Linked DNA regions of Sus scrofa: regions 2 and 3 are each linked to region 1. The links are chromatin contacts, called in public targeted proximity ligation maps. All regions are on one chromosome and are shown on one strand. The core of a region is the stretch at or near the end of the contact, and the rest is flanking DNA. Distances in the headings are between cores, read along the strand shown.

Region 1 (4,362 bases), core at 827-3,326:
AGCGCCGCTTCCAAACTTGGATCAAACCCACACGCTTCAGAGGAACCACATCGCCCTGAAAGTTTTCCAGGCAAGAGAGAGACACTGTCACCTACTTGGCCCAAGAAAGTGCTCCAGGCTTTCCCGTTAGCCTGAGGAGCTCACACCCTTGGTTCTCAGCTCCTGGCCACACGCACCTGCACCGGGTGGTTGAGTCCCAGGCTCAGAGCAGGAGGAAGAGCACAGGAGGGTTCCTCTGCCCCATTCCCAGCCCCCCAAGCCTCACACCTGGACCAGGTGGGCAGGGCCCGACCCCCGAGCCACTTACTTCTCATACTCGGTGTTGTCTCGGTCACAGCGAGAATCCTTGTGCTTTTGCCAGTCTTTGCCATGCTTGCAGGTGGTAAGAAGCACGACGTCCTCCCCGTTATGGACGTGATATAAGGCATTCCTGGTGTCTGACCCTATCCCTGTCAGGTACCTCTTCCCCTTGAATACCAGCATGTACTTCCTGAGAGGAGGGATGGTGTTAAACTTTAAAAACCCCCTCTCCCCTCCTGTCCTGGGATGATCCTTAGAAAAGAGGGGAATAGAAACATCAAAGTTGGGTCGGAAGTTTTCAGTACTGATGCTGGCTTTGGCCAGCATCGCCTGGCCGATGTCAAACCCCACGTCCTCAGTGTAGTCAGGCCAAGTGCCGGAATATAAATTAAAAATTAAATGATTCCTACCATTGTTCCACAAGTGGAGACTCTGCACTTTGGATTTCAAATTGTGCACATACTGAGGTGACAACTGGTCTCTGTCTAAAGTATCCAGACTCAGGACAAAGAGGCACGCCTGGCTGGGGTCCGAGGTGTAGAACCTGGAGCCCTCGATGGCCGCTAGAATGTTTTGGTAACTTTCGGCGATTTTCTCCCCTTTTTGCTGCGGGTATACGTACACTTTGAAGCCGTTTTTCTTGCAAAGGGTGAAATCGAAGCAGGACTCCATGCGGCACTTCTTGCCTTTGTAGATGCTCGAGTTGGCATCTCGCTTCTGCCGGGGGGAAGTGTGCACGTTGGAATCCTCGTTTTCCAATTGATCCCAAGGAACGAAGGGGCGCAGAGCGTCCGGGAAGCGGGGCCAGAAATGATCCGGACTCGGGTGGTGCAAGCCATTCCGACCGCTGTGCTCTTCTCTCCGGCTGTGGCTTCTCGATGCCCTAAACTGCAAGCCTCCGAAATAAAACAAAAGGGCGAGACAAGAGCCAGCTGAGAGCAGGATGAAATAGCGTTTTTTGGCCTGCATGTGTCCTGCCTGGGTCAAGAGGATTGTAAATAAACACAAGAATCACCCAAGTTTCCCAATCAACACTTTCAGCTCCAGTCCGCCATCTTCCCGCCTGTAAAGACTTCAAACTCTCCGCTCCCACCTTCTCTGGATGCCTTTCCCCAAGCCGTGGACTGATCCAGCGCATGTGGGCGATTTCTTTAACTTTCTCCCCTTCGGTCTTTCATCTTTGGGTTGCACAATGGACAGGCGAGAGCGGGGCTGAATATTTCGCACCCAGGGCGGGCGAGCAGCGGACTGTAATTTTCTTGCATGCAACAAGACGAAGGAAAAGAAAGAGAGGGGGGAAAAAAAAAAAGCTCCCGATGCCCAATCAATGGCAAGACGAAGTGATTTCCTTGCCTCTCGGATTCCTCTCGGCAGCGTGGAAAACGAGCCCCGGGAAAGCAACTTCAACTCATCCACACTCCCGTGCAGAGCACTCGGGTTCCAACAAGTCAGCCGATCCCCGCGTTCAGCCGGCTAATGCATCTTGCAGCTGGGGCGCCGTAACCTCACAAATCCCTGCATCTCTCTTTATTCCCTTCTGCAGCGGCTCCAAGACTCCGGCGGTGTTTACTCCTGCGCTCGCGGGGCCGGCCCCCGGGACGCGCGGCGGCCCGGCTGGAGGCGGCGGCGGCGGCGGCGCTGGGTGACGGCGGCGGCGCGTCCTCCCCGCGGGCAGTGCCGGCCCCGAGCGGCGCTTCGCAGGCCCCCGCGCGATCGCTGCCGACCGCCGCGTTCGGTCGCCGAATGTTACCCGGTTCTGAATGTTACACTTACACATTCCATTCCCGACACGACAGCGCTGACCTCATCCATCCACGCAGCCCGCGCTGCCATTGGCCGAGCGTCACGTCCGGGGGGGGCGGTGCTTCCGCTGCGCCCATTCATAACCCCCGGCCACCGGCCGAGGCGCCGGCGCGGCGCGGGGGGTGCAGGCGGCACCGGGGTCTCGGGGCGTCTCCGCCGCTGCCGGGCGGGCGGAGCGCTGGGCTGCTGGGTGCTAGCCCCACGGCCCCTCGGCGCTCCGCGACCGGGACCCCGGGGTGGGCCGTACCGCCTCCTGCCGCCGCGCCGGGAAGCAGCGCCTCCCAGAGGCGCCCGTGGGCGGGCGGCTGCCGGGAAACCGGGAAGCGGCCGGCGCTTCTCGGGCCCCGCTGCTCCGGCTTGCCCCGGGCGCCCTCGAGAATCCGGTCTGCTCGGCTGCCTGCCGCGAATGCCTCCCCGAGCGGCCGGCAGGGAGTGTGCGGGTTCCTGGAAAAGGATGCTCGAAAATTGAAGCCGTGGAGCGAGGCGGAGGGATGAGGGAGGAAAGAAAGACTTCAAAGAAAGCGTTCGCGGACCAGAAGGACGCCTCTCTCCGCCCACCTTCCACCCTCTGAGGCCCAAAATGCTTCCTTCTTACGAGCGGGTCCTTATTCCCTACAGAACCCATCCTTTTATTTTTTCTTTCCCAGGGAAATCTCCCAACCCTCAAGAGTAAAGAGGAAATTTTACAATCAAGAGGAATAACTGCAGTTCCTCATGTCTGTACTGAGACACCCACCCCAAATCCTCAATAACTTCGCCGCATCCTTTCCTCACTCCCCGCTGCCCCTTGTCTATTCTGTAGAAAGCTTCTCCAAGACTTCCAATCACAGTGGGGGAAAAAGAGAAATTCTAGTAGCTGAGGAGAACGTGGTTGGTTTAAGCCCATCCCAGTACCGAAAGGGACATTATTCTTTCTGTGATGGTGGGCTGGTGGTTTTTAAGGAGCTGTCGCTTCAAGATGGATGAGTAGTAGATCAGCCAATTGTCCCAGCTGTGGAAGAGACATTTGAGGCAGGAAATGACCTTACTGACCACTAGTTCAAGATGGCTGGTCCTTCCTTCAACTGCCTTCCCACACCCCAGCCCCAAGCTCCTGCTACCCCCAGGGAACATCACTGGACAATTCGCATAAAGACCGAGAGTCCCTCTAAAGGTCCTCTGAGACCACAAAGATGTGCTAGTTCCCAAACAGTATTTCTGGTCAAGCCAAGCTCCCTGGCCTCAGAGCCTGGATTCTGCTTTTCAGAGAACACCTCCCACCCTCTTCCCCAGCCTAAAGTCGCATGGGTCTGGCCAAGCTGGACAAACAGTTGCCTAGGGCAGCAAGCTGTTTAGTGATTGTTTATTATGGGAGTGACTGCGAGCTAGGGACAAACACTTCCCAGCTTCCCCGAGGCTGCAAAAGATTCCAGCGGGTGTGGACAAAGAGCATAGTTCTAACAAGGCAGGGTAGAATGATAGAGTGGAAAATTTTAGACATTTGTTGTTTCAGATTCGTTTTTAATCAAGGGGGAAGGGGCCTGGGTGGGACATCACTGTACATTCCAGAAGTCTCTCCCTATAGCCGGCCTGCCAAAGATGAGGTAGGTTTTCCAGATTGGACTTGTACCCCCGCACAACTTGGACAGGCCTGGGACAGAAATGAGGTTTCAGTAATCTCCCAAACACAATGACAACATGACAACAAGGCAGATAAATGCAGTAATTGAAACCACATGTGACCCAAAGCTCTCCCTCCAACCCCCCGGGTGGCTAGGAGCAGTCATCCAAGGCAAGGATCCTTCTGCTGGGATTTTTTTTTTTTTTTTTTTTTTTGTCTTTTTAGGGCCGCACCCTCGGCATATGGAGGTTCCCAGGCTAGGGGTCCAATTGGAGCTACAGCTGCTGGCCTATATCACAGCCATAGCAACACGAGATCTGAGCTGTGTCTGAGACCTACACCACAGCTCACGGCAATGCCAGAATCCTTAACCCACTGGGCAAAGTCAGGGATCAAACCCACATCCTCATGGATGCTAGTCGGGTTCATTAACTGCTGAGCCATGATAGGAATTACCTTCTGCTGGGGATCAGAGTGCAGACTCTCTCAGGCCTGTGGAAGGCAGAGTTTAGGGGATTGCAGCCCCTCTATATCCTGACAGCTGTCCTGTGTGACCTTAGTGAGAGCCAGCTACTATTCTTGCTCTTCTGTGTCTCTTTCACACTTTTCTTGTCTCGATTAACCATTACTGACTCCCTCATCCCACGCCCCAGGGTTAC
Region 2 (4,720 bases), core at 1,747-4,246, 73 kb before region 1:
TCCACTGCAAACTGAAAGATCCAAAAATCTATCTTTTCCTCTATGACCAAATGGCTAAATATACTTGGATGAATTAGTTTCAATCTTTGAATTTTCTTCCTTTCAAACAATTCCAGCTCACTCCCTTACATTAGTAAGAGATCTTAAAGACAGTTAAAAAAAATAAGCTAGAAAAGAAGAATTCGAGTTTTGGGTCCCAAAAGCATTTTGCTTTAATGTAAGAGAGGGAAAGATAAATCCTGACAGTATTTAAAACATGTACTAAGTTTTTCTTTAAAAAATTGCTGCATAATGACAAATTACAAAAAGAACCACTTCCATTGGAGGCTTATTTGCTCCCTTCGTGGATTAAATATAAATTTGGCTTAAATATATAAATAAATTCAGTTTAAAATATAAATTCAGTTTAATAGAAGGTCAACAGCTGTCTGCATATTCGGGAAGCACTTCCTCTGTGCCAGGGCCAGTGTGCAATGCCCTAGAAGGGGCAGAATTAGCATGTCAGGCAGGGGGCGGGGTGGAACTCAGAGGTCACCAAGTCCATCAGCCCTCTCGTGTTTGACTTTCTTGTTTCAACATAGCCTCCAGGACATCCCCTTCTGACAACCTATTTAGACTTAGCTCGAGTTTTTATTTAGGATCAGCTGTGTCCCCTTCTTCTAAGTCGTATTCATTGAAGACTTACCACACATAGGATGCTGAACACTCATAAAGGCACTTCCTGTTCACTGAGCACTGACTGCCCTGGGACCCTGGGCTCGTCCCTACACTTTCTAACAACTCTGCTGTGTCCTCACACAAGGAAAGGCAAGGGATCCCTCTGGGGTCTCTTTTATAAGGGCACAAATCCACTTGCATGGGCCCCACCCTCATGACCTAATCACCTTGCAAAGGCCCCATCTCCAAATATCATCCCAGTGGAGGTTAGGTTATAACGTGAAATCTGAGGGGCCCACAAACCTTTCTAGCACCCTTCATTAAACTCTACCAAAAGATCCTAATACACCAAATACATCCACCCGCTCCCTGCCCCCATTCATTGCAGAAAAAGAAGTGAACACTGACCATGACCCCACCCCCTTTTAGCCTCCTCCCTTTGATATGGACCATTTGTCCCTTTCATAGAACTTGCTATAGTCTGAAATGATCTTGTTAATTTATTAAATTATCTACCTTCTCTACACACACACACACACACACCCCTACAGGAAGAACGCAGCCCCTTTAGGGCAGTGATTTTGAATGTCTGGGTCACTTTCCTATATCCCACCATCTGGAACAGTGGGCTCAATAAATATTTGTAGGGATAGGAGGTTTTGTGGCATCCTTTCATTTTAAATAGTGCAAGTATATATATATATATATATATATATATATATATATATATATATACACACACATATATACACACACACACATATATACACACACACATATATACATACATATACATACACATATATACATATATATAATTTTTTAATGCATGTTGGACAAGATATGCCCAGATATGTATATGTTAATTCCTTCTTTCAATCCAAGATTAAGTCTACATTCTGTTTCAGCATCGAGGACCAGGAAGTACATTGAAAAGACCACCAACGAGTAACATCAAGTCAAAATACCCCCAAAAATGAGAATTTTTGAAGAAAACACCGATGAATTTCTTTTCACTGAACACTCAAGCAGGCATCAATAATTCACATGAATTCTGAGAGAAGGTGAAAGGGTTTGACACTTCCTTCATTTGGGCCAGTGAGTTGGGACCCTGGCTAAGCAGGCTTGCTCAGTTTTATCCAAAAATAAATGAACACACCAAAAACGCAAAACCCCTCAAGTAGAAAGGCAGGTAATAGAAATGCTACTATGGGCGTTTCCTATGTTAGCATTTTCACTTCACATTTTCATCCTGAAGTGTAGCTACATTTCAGAAATTCTGTGAAAGCACAACAGCCCTCAAAAAAGCAGAGTCTAGTAATGCTGAAACTGCTGTTTAATGAAGACGCATTCTAGTTCATGAAAATCTCAAATGAGAAGTAAAAAGAGCCTGGAGTTTCCATCATGACTCAGCAGTAACAAATCCAACTAGGATTCATGAGGATGCGGGTTCAATCCCTGGCCTCGCTCAGTGGGTTAAGGATCTGGCATTGCCATGAGCTGTGGTAGGTCACAGACTTGGCTTGGATCCTGCGTTGTTGTGGCTGTGACATAGGCTGACAGCTGTAGCTCTGATTCAACCCCTAGCCTGGGAATCTCCATAAGCCATGGGTGTGGCCTTAAAAAAAAAAAAAAGAAGAAATAGAAAGAGCCCATGTTTGACCACATTATGGTGAGAAACCAGATTTTGGTCCTTAAAAAAAAAAAAAAAAAAAAAAAAAATTCTTTTAGCAAATTGCTCTACAGTTAAGAAAAGAAAAAAAAAGAAAGGAGAAAAGAACAACCTGCTGGCTTCATCACAGTTCTCAAAGCACAGATTCACACTCACCCCTACAGTAACTCTCACTCCCAACAGGTGTCTTTGTTCTCCAGAGATGGGAACCCCAAGGGTAATTTAAGTGATGGAAGGTTGCAGGAAACTATCATTATGTATCTTTATGAAAGGACCTTTTTGTTATCTTGGGAGATGAGGGTGGAAAGAGACAGGTCCATCTGTTGAAATTTCTGATTATCTGAGACCTCTTCCCTTCCATGAGACATTGTTCACATGAGTTCTGGCAACTGAGCCTCCTTCCCTTTGTCTATATGTTTGCTTAGTTTCCATCAATTGGATCGCAAGCCTACTGGTCCAGGGACACACTTAACTCAACAATGGACGTTTCCTTTAGGTTTTCTTCAAGATTGCTCATGCTCCAACTGGAACAAGGCAGAACGGAGGGGTGTTCTTCCAGATCCAGGACCACAGAAAAGCCTGTGAGGCAGCCATCCAGAGTCCATCTTCGCTCCTCCAAGCTCTGCCAGCTTGATTCAAACTCTTACCGCATTCTTCGCACTGCCACGAGTCTCACCTCCTCCAGCAAAGAACTTTCGCATTTCTCACAGTACAGAGGACGAGGCCTGAGGAAATAAAAAGCCTGTGGACAGAACAGGCTGTCCTTGTTTATAAGGAGCCAGAGGCATTGTTCACGTGAGTTCTGGCAACTGAGCCCCTGGGTTTCCAACTCCAGAGCCAGTCCCGACTCAGGACTGACCCAGACTCCAGGAGAGGGTTCAGGCTCCAAGCCACAAGTTCTCCAATCTGTCAATTGTGGAGTCAAAGGTTATTAGGGGGAACCCTGTTCTTGTGCAAAACAAGCATTGTCAGCAGATGGACATTAAGAGAGGGGCACACACATATTGGTGCAAATGCATTAAGACACAAAACCATTTCTACATAGTAGCTGATTATAATTTTTTTTTTCCCCACAACAAATTAGAGAGTGGACCCAAAGTATCTGTATGGGGCATACAACAACTGGAACATGAAAAAGGAGACCTCAGGTCTGAAAAGCATTTCTTTTTTTTATGTGCTGTGTTTTGTTTTTTGTTTTGTTTTGTTTTTTAGGGCCGCACCCATGGCTTATGGAGGTTTCCAGGCTAGGGGTTGCATCAGAGCTGCAGCTCCCAGACTACAACACAGCTCACAGCAATGCCAGATCCTTAACCCCCTGAGTGAGGCTGGGGATTGAAGCTGTGTCCTCATGGTCACTAGTCAGATTTGTTTCCACTGAGCTACAATGGGAATGCCTGAAAAGCATTTCAATTTCCTCCTCTAGGCACCAGGGTCAGGTGCGTGCTACTGCGCAGGTGAAGAATCCAGACTCCGAAATCCTTGAGTATGGGTCTCCAGTTCCTACACTCAGTTACATGACTCGGTCAAATTATGTTGGCATTCACTGTTCTCAAAACCCAGCAGCTATTATGTGGCAGGACCATTTCTAGACACGGGAGACACAGCAAGGAACAGATAAAAGTCCCTATCTCAACATTATAGGGGCAGGGATTAAAATGGTACCTATCTCAATGGGCTATTCTAAGAATTTCATACCAAGTATTTTAGGTGAGGCCCTTAGAACAGAGTCTGGCACAGAATCACTCTCTCAGTAAATAGTAGCTCTTACTTAAAGCAGGAAATGTCAATTCCACAAGCTGTAGGAAGTATGCTGGATATATTTTTTTAAAGCGGGGTGGATAGAATGGCCAAATGTCACATCTGGCATCACATCTGGCCCCACCGAACCCAGGGCTGAGTGAGGAGATCTGTCCGGCTCCAGGGCTGAGGCCCCTCCTCTCGTTCCCAAGGGTTGGCCCCGTTACAGACTTACTTTCCTCATTAAATATGGGGACCCCCTATGGTCTTTGATACTTAAGGCCCAAGAAGGGATTCCATAAAACTGTGGTTCCCCCATCAAAGAATGTCTAAAAGTCACTTATGAAGGTGCTCTGGGTATGCGTGTCAATGATCCTTCTCTTGAGCCTTTCACTCCAATCATAGAGGGCTTGTATTATTCCCCCAATCCTCCTTGTTCTTTAATTCCACCAGGCCTTTTCCCAGCTATTCCTGTTGAAAGGTGTGCCCTTCTCTGTTCTCTTTGCCTTGATATACCTGATATAATTCCACCCATCCTTGAAGACCAAGTTCATACAAAAGCTCATCTCCATCCTTCCTGAACTCTGAAATGGGCAGCTGGTTCTCTCACCTCTTCCCACCTGAACCCTATCACAGCCTCATCTATTGGGTTAT
Region 3 (4,535 bases), core at 1,169-3,668, 110 kb before region 1:
GCCTCAGAGAATTATTTATGAATAATGCCATGCCTACCTCTAGGGTTGAAAACAACCAGATTCTGCGAAGACAGTCCCCGCTACCCTGAAACAATGAAAACGTAGTCGAATTATGCCCAACCAACCAATGAGTCAATATTTGCTTCCCATATTAAAGAGGGATTATTCGGGTTCAATTGATAGGCAATGCTCTATCACTGAACTTCCCGCACATCGATCATGTAGAAACTAGAGATGCAGGCAGCACAGGTGGTCACAGGACAGGTGCCCCCACCGACACACATTCTTTATCATTCGTGTAGATGCCTTAAATGTGATTAAATGATAGATTCCAAAAATGTATTTGGGCTTCAGTTTTCAATACTCCTTTGAACTCCTAATGCCATTCTGATCGATCCTCCCACACACAAAACACATCCTCTCACGTGCTAAAAATTTCCACTCCAAGGCCAATGGTTAGAAAAACACATGAAGCTCACATTTTGTGAGGCTCACACAAGCCTAATCTTCAATGTTATTTCAATTCAAGGAACCAAAGAGAAAGGGCTATTTCACAGTGAAGCGGGGGAAACACTAGCTTTTACTCCTTAGGGCCTTTCAGTCTGGATCCCTATTGTTCCCCTTGCTCCAGCCTCTCCTTCCTCATTCAATAGTTCACCAAAATAGTACTTTTGACATCTAGGAAGAAAAAGGGGAAGAAACATTCTTTTAAAACTTCATAAAATTTTTTTATTTTTCACAGCCAGAACATAAACCTCAGAGGCGAGCTGCAGCACACAACATAAAGCTAAAAGGAGATTTTTTTTTCACTACATATTTCTTTAATGGATACACATTTTATAGAGTTTGATTTTTTTTTTTTTTTCCCCCTGAATAATGCACCTCTGGGATGCCTCATTCATCCAAGCACATGCAAAGGGTGCCTGACTTTCATCAAATGTTACTGAAATCTCCCCGACCCTCCTTCATTCAATGCCAAACGATACTTTCAAAGGAGAAAAATTATAAATAGGTTTGTGTATAGGAAGATAGATGATGGAGAGATATTATAGAAGTGATGGATATATGGATAGATGATATGTAGACGGATGACAGATGGAATGGAATGGAAAGGGAAGGGAAGGAAGGAAGGAAGGAAGGAAGGAAGGAAGGAAGGAAGGAAGGAAGGAAGGAAGGCAGCAGGCACAATTAATCAGCATCAGGAAACATGAACTGGGATATCCCACCCAGCCAGAACCTTGCAGTGAACCTGGGCTATACCAACAGAGATTTCAAAATGAACAATCCCTGTCCGCCTTGAGAATAGCTGAGTCAGAATACGCTCAGCCTCATGGACCTGTCCTTTCTTCTAGACCCAAGCAAGTGGAAATTCTGACAGCCACACAGGTGCCTGGAGCTGCACACACCGAGTCCGTTTGCACACCTGTCCAAGTAAAGGGACAGGCCTGAGGGGATCTCTCGTCTTCCTGGCTCAGAGGCAATGTCTTCACCGGTGTAGGCAGGCACTGTTTAACTTCTTATTGGTCAATAACATGCCCCAGCAAGCAATAAATACGCCCTGACCCCGCAGCTGCCCTTTTGCACTACATGCATCATTGATCTTCCCAGGCCTTGGAAAACAGCCAATCTGAATAAAAGCTAAGCAGAGGCCAAGTGCCATTTTCCAATGCCTCCTTACAATGCCTTGGTAACTGTAACTAGAAATAGAGCACTGGGAGAGTCATCATATCATGGATGTTGGAGTTAGATTATTATCTTCAAGAACAGGAAGGGGAGAGGGAGAAAGAAAGAGACTGCCCAAGATTCTAACACGCACAAAGGAGGCAATCTGACCCAGGCGCAGCGAAATCCCCCAGTCTATGGACTAAAAACTGGGAGAGCAGCAAATCCTAAGGGGATCTGAAAGGATGGGTTAAGGAGGGAGAAAGAGAACACGCAATCTCCCAAAAAGCAGAGGCCAAAGATAAACAAACGAAGTAGAGAAACCCAGCATATGTAGTTTGTTCCCCATTCCTAAGGAAAACAAACTACATATTTTACCCGACATTTTTTAGGCTGTTTTTTCTCTCTTCCTCAACCAGAATGTGAACTCCCCAAAGGGAGGGAGTCTCAAGCACGTGTGTACATGTGCATGCATATGTGTACATGTGCGTGTGTGTGTTTTCCTGCTGCATCTCCAGGGCCTGGGGCACAGGAGGAGTAAAATAAATATTTATTGAATGAATCAGCAAAAAAGGCAAGAAAAGAGAGGGTGGGCAGAAATACAGCAAAGACTGAAAGTGGTTTTGGCTGGGGGAGGAAAAAGCACAGCTGACCTCCAAATTTTTCAGCCATTAAAGGAAGGAAACTGAACACGGAGCCCAGTGTAGACATCCGGGAAACTCAGCCTATTGCTCAATGCTTCCATCGCTTTTGCAACCACTTGAGATCACTCTTCTTGGTCCTTTGCCTCTGGGGTTTCAGTTCCTGGCCATTCTAACCACCACCATGGCTATGAACTTCCCTTACATCACAAACTCAGGAAATTCCTTCTGATTTAATCTTAAGAAAGGCACCCCCTTGCCTGGATGCAATTAGTTCACCCACACTCTCCAAGTAACACGCCATCTGCAATGTTTATTGGTCTTCAGATATGCTGATGATTTCAGGCCACAGTCTCGCTTAAGGAGTCAGGGTACTTTGATTTACGGGATCTGAGACTGGAAGTTTTCATTTATCATACGACTGAGAGCTTCGGCCACTTCCTGAGCACCTCCTGGGCCACTGCATTCTGCAAGACATGGACCAAACACTATCTACTCGTTCCCCACACAGCCCTTTCGAGGTGATGGTGTTATCCCACTTTTATATGGCGTGGAGGAGACAAAGCCCTGAAACAAAAGTGATCTGCATAAGATCCCAGAGCTGGAGTGGCCGAGTCAAAGCTCAAGATCAAAGCCTATGTTCCTCTCTAAGGTCAGCTGTCTTTTGAAAGCCAGGGGCTTGCGTATAAGTGGCCGCCCAGCCTCACAGACCATCAAGCACCGAATGATGCTTCTTGTAATGGAAGGACCTCCCAAACTCATCTGCAGCTAGACAGACCCTTGAGAATGAGTCTAAGGCCCAGGAAAGGAGGGAGCCCCAGAGGGTGCCCATTCCCAGCATCGGTGCCCACAAGCTTCTTGGCTCTAGATCTCAAGCTCTTTCTGCTACAACAGAGCAATGCAGGAAAGAGCATCTCAACAATGATAAAAACAGCAGCAGCCGCCAACACCTATGCACTATTTAGCATGTGCCAGACTTGGTCCTAAGTATTTTTCACACAGAACTCACTGAACTTCACAACTCCATGGCATATGAATTTCTTCTCTTGGTTTTACAGAGGAGGAGTTCTTGTCATGGCTCAGTGGTTAATGAATCGGACTAGGAACCATGAGGTTGAGGGTTCGATCCCTGACCTCGCTCATTGGGTTAAGGATCCGGCGTTGCTGTGAGCTATGGTGTAGGTCACAGACGCAGCTCGGATCCCTAATTGCCATGGCTGTGGTGTAGGCCGCGGCTACAGCTCCAATTAGATCCTAGCCTGGGAACCTCCATATGCCACACGTGCGGCCCTAGAAATGGCAATAAATAAACAAACAAACAAACAAACAGAGGAGACAACTGAAGCAATAAGTGGCCAAAGTAATGAATGGCCTAAGGTCACACAACTGGTAGGTGATAGAGCAGGATTTAAACTCTGCAGGCTGGGTCTAAGTCCTGGGTCATCACCACTAGACCTATTGTCTTTGGAGGATCATGGGTCTCTCTGAACTTTTCTTCTATATTACATGTAAGTGAAGACTGCAGGCTGAGTGCAAACTCTTCAACAGGTAAAGAAACATCCAGGAAAGTAGCACATCCTATGTTTCTTCATACGTGGCAAAGAAGCTCCACTTACAAATTCTGTGGCTAGTACACAGCACTATATAATTCATATGCTCCAACTATCACTGCACAATGGCTTACAACAGATCTCCATCAAGCAGCCATCTCTAACTGCTATCATACACACAACACCCTTTCCTCTGTAAGTAAGAACACAGTAGAAACAATGTTAAATATACTTACTAACATGTAGTGTAGCCTTAATCAAGGTGCTTAAACCCTTTCAAGTATATACAGCTAGGTTCCCCGTGAAAGATTATGGAGCTCTGGAAAACAATTTGGTATCCTTCCTAACATCTCTCCTACTTTTTAGCCACGTGCTACAGCTCAGAGACCAGAGAGCGCTTTGCAAAGAATGAGTCTTCACAAGCTGTTGTCTGATCGACCCCAGGAACTTTCCACCAGTTCTAAAACAACATCAACAATGGCGGTCCCTCCACCTTTCCTGCTTCTGTTTGGAATCAAATATGTTAGAATCATTAACATCGTGGCTGCAGGGAACCTCGTATCAGAGATCATAAAGATCTCTGTAGTTTGTGAGTACCTACAACTAAAAGGGTTGTTTCTGGATTGAGAAAACCTGGGACCAGAAGCCAGCCCTGCCTTTTTAGTATATCATCTCCTTCTTC

Evidence for each region.
Region 2: a targeted proximity ligation map of alveolar macrophages shows a contact between it and region 1. A contact is called at or near these places in 1 of 5 promoter capture datasets (liver), 8 of 47 Hi-C or Micro-C datasets (alveolar macrophages, embryonic fibroblasts, liver and 1 more) and 2 of 2 datasets of targeted methods (alveolar macrophages and skeletal muscle).
Region 3: a contact with region 1 is called in a targeted proximity ligation map of alveolar macrophages. A contact is called at or near these places in 3 of 5 promoter capture datasets (fetal liver and liver), 7 of 47 Hi-C or Micro-C datasets (alveolar macrophages, embryonic fibroblasts, liver and 2 more) and 2 of 2 datasets of targeted methods (alveolar macrophages and skeletal muscle).

What each region holds. Positions count from the first base shown.
Region 1 is chr4:20,642,716-20,647,077 of Sscrofa11.1, reverse strand. EXT1 (exostosin-1) reads right to left here and starts at 2,076. Exons shown (of 11, transcript XM_001924980.6): 1 at 308-2,076. The coding sequence starts at 1,269.
Region 2 is chr4:20,716,582-20,721,301 of Sscrofa11.1, reverse strand. All of the region lies in intron 1 of EXT1 (exostosin-1), which reads right to left. It also overlaps the pseudogene LOC102166572. Among named protein-coding and RNA genes, the nearest start is that of EXT1, 74 kb to the right of the region's middle.
Region 3 is chr4:20,754,669-20,759,203 of Sscrofa11.1, reverse strand. All of the region lies in intron 1 of EXT1 (exostosin-1), which reads right to left. Among named protein-coding and RNA genes, the nearest start is that of EXT1, 110 kb to the right of the region's middle.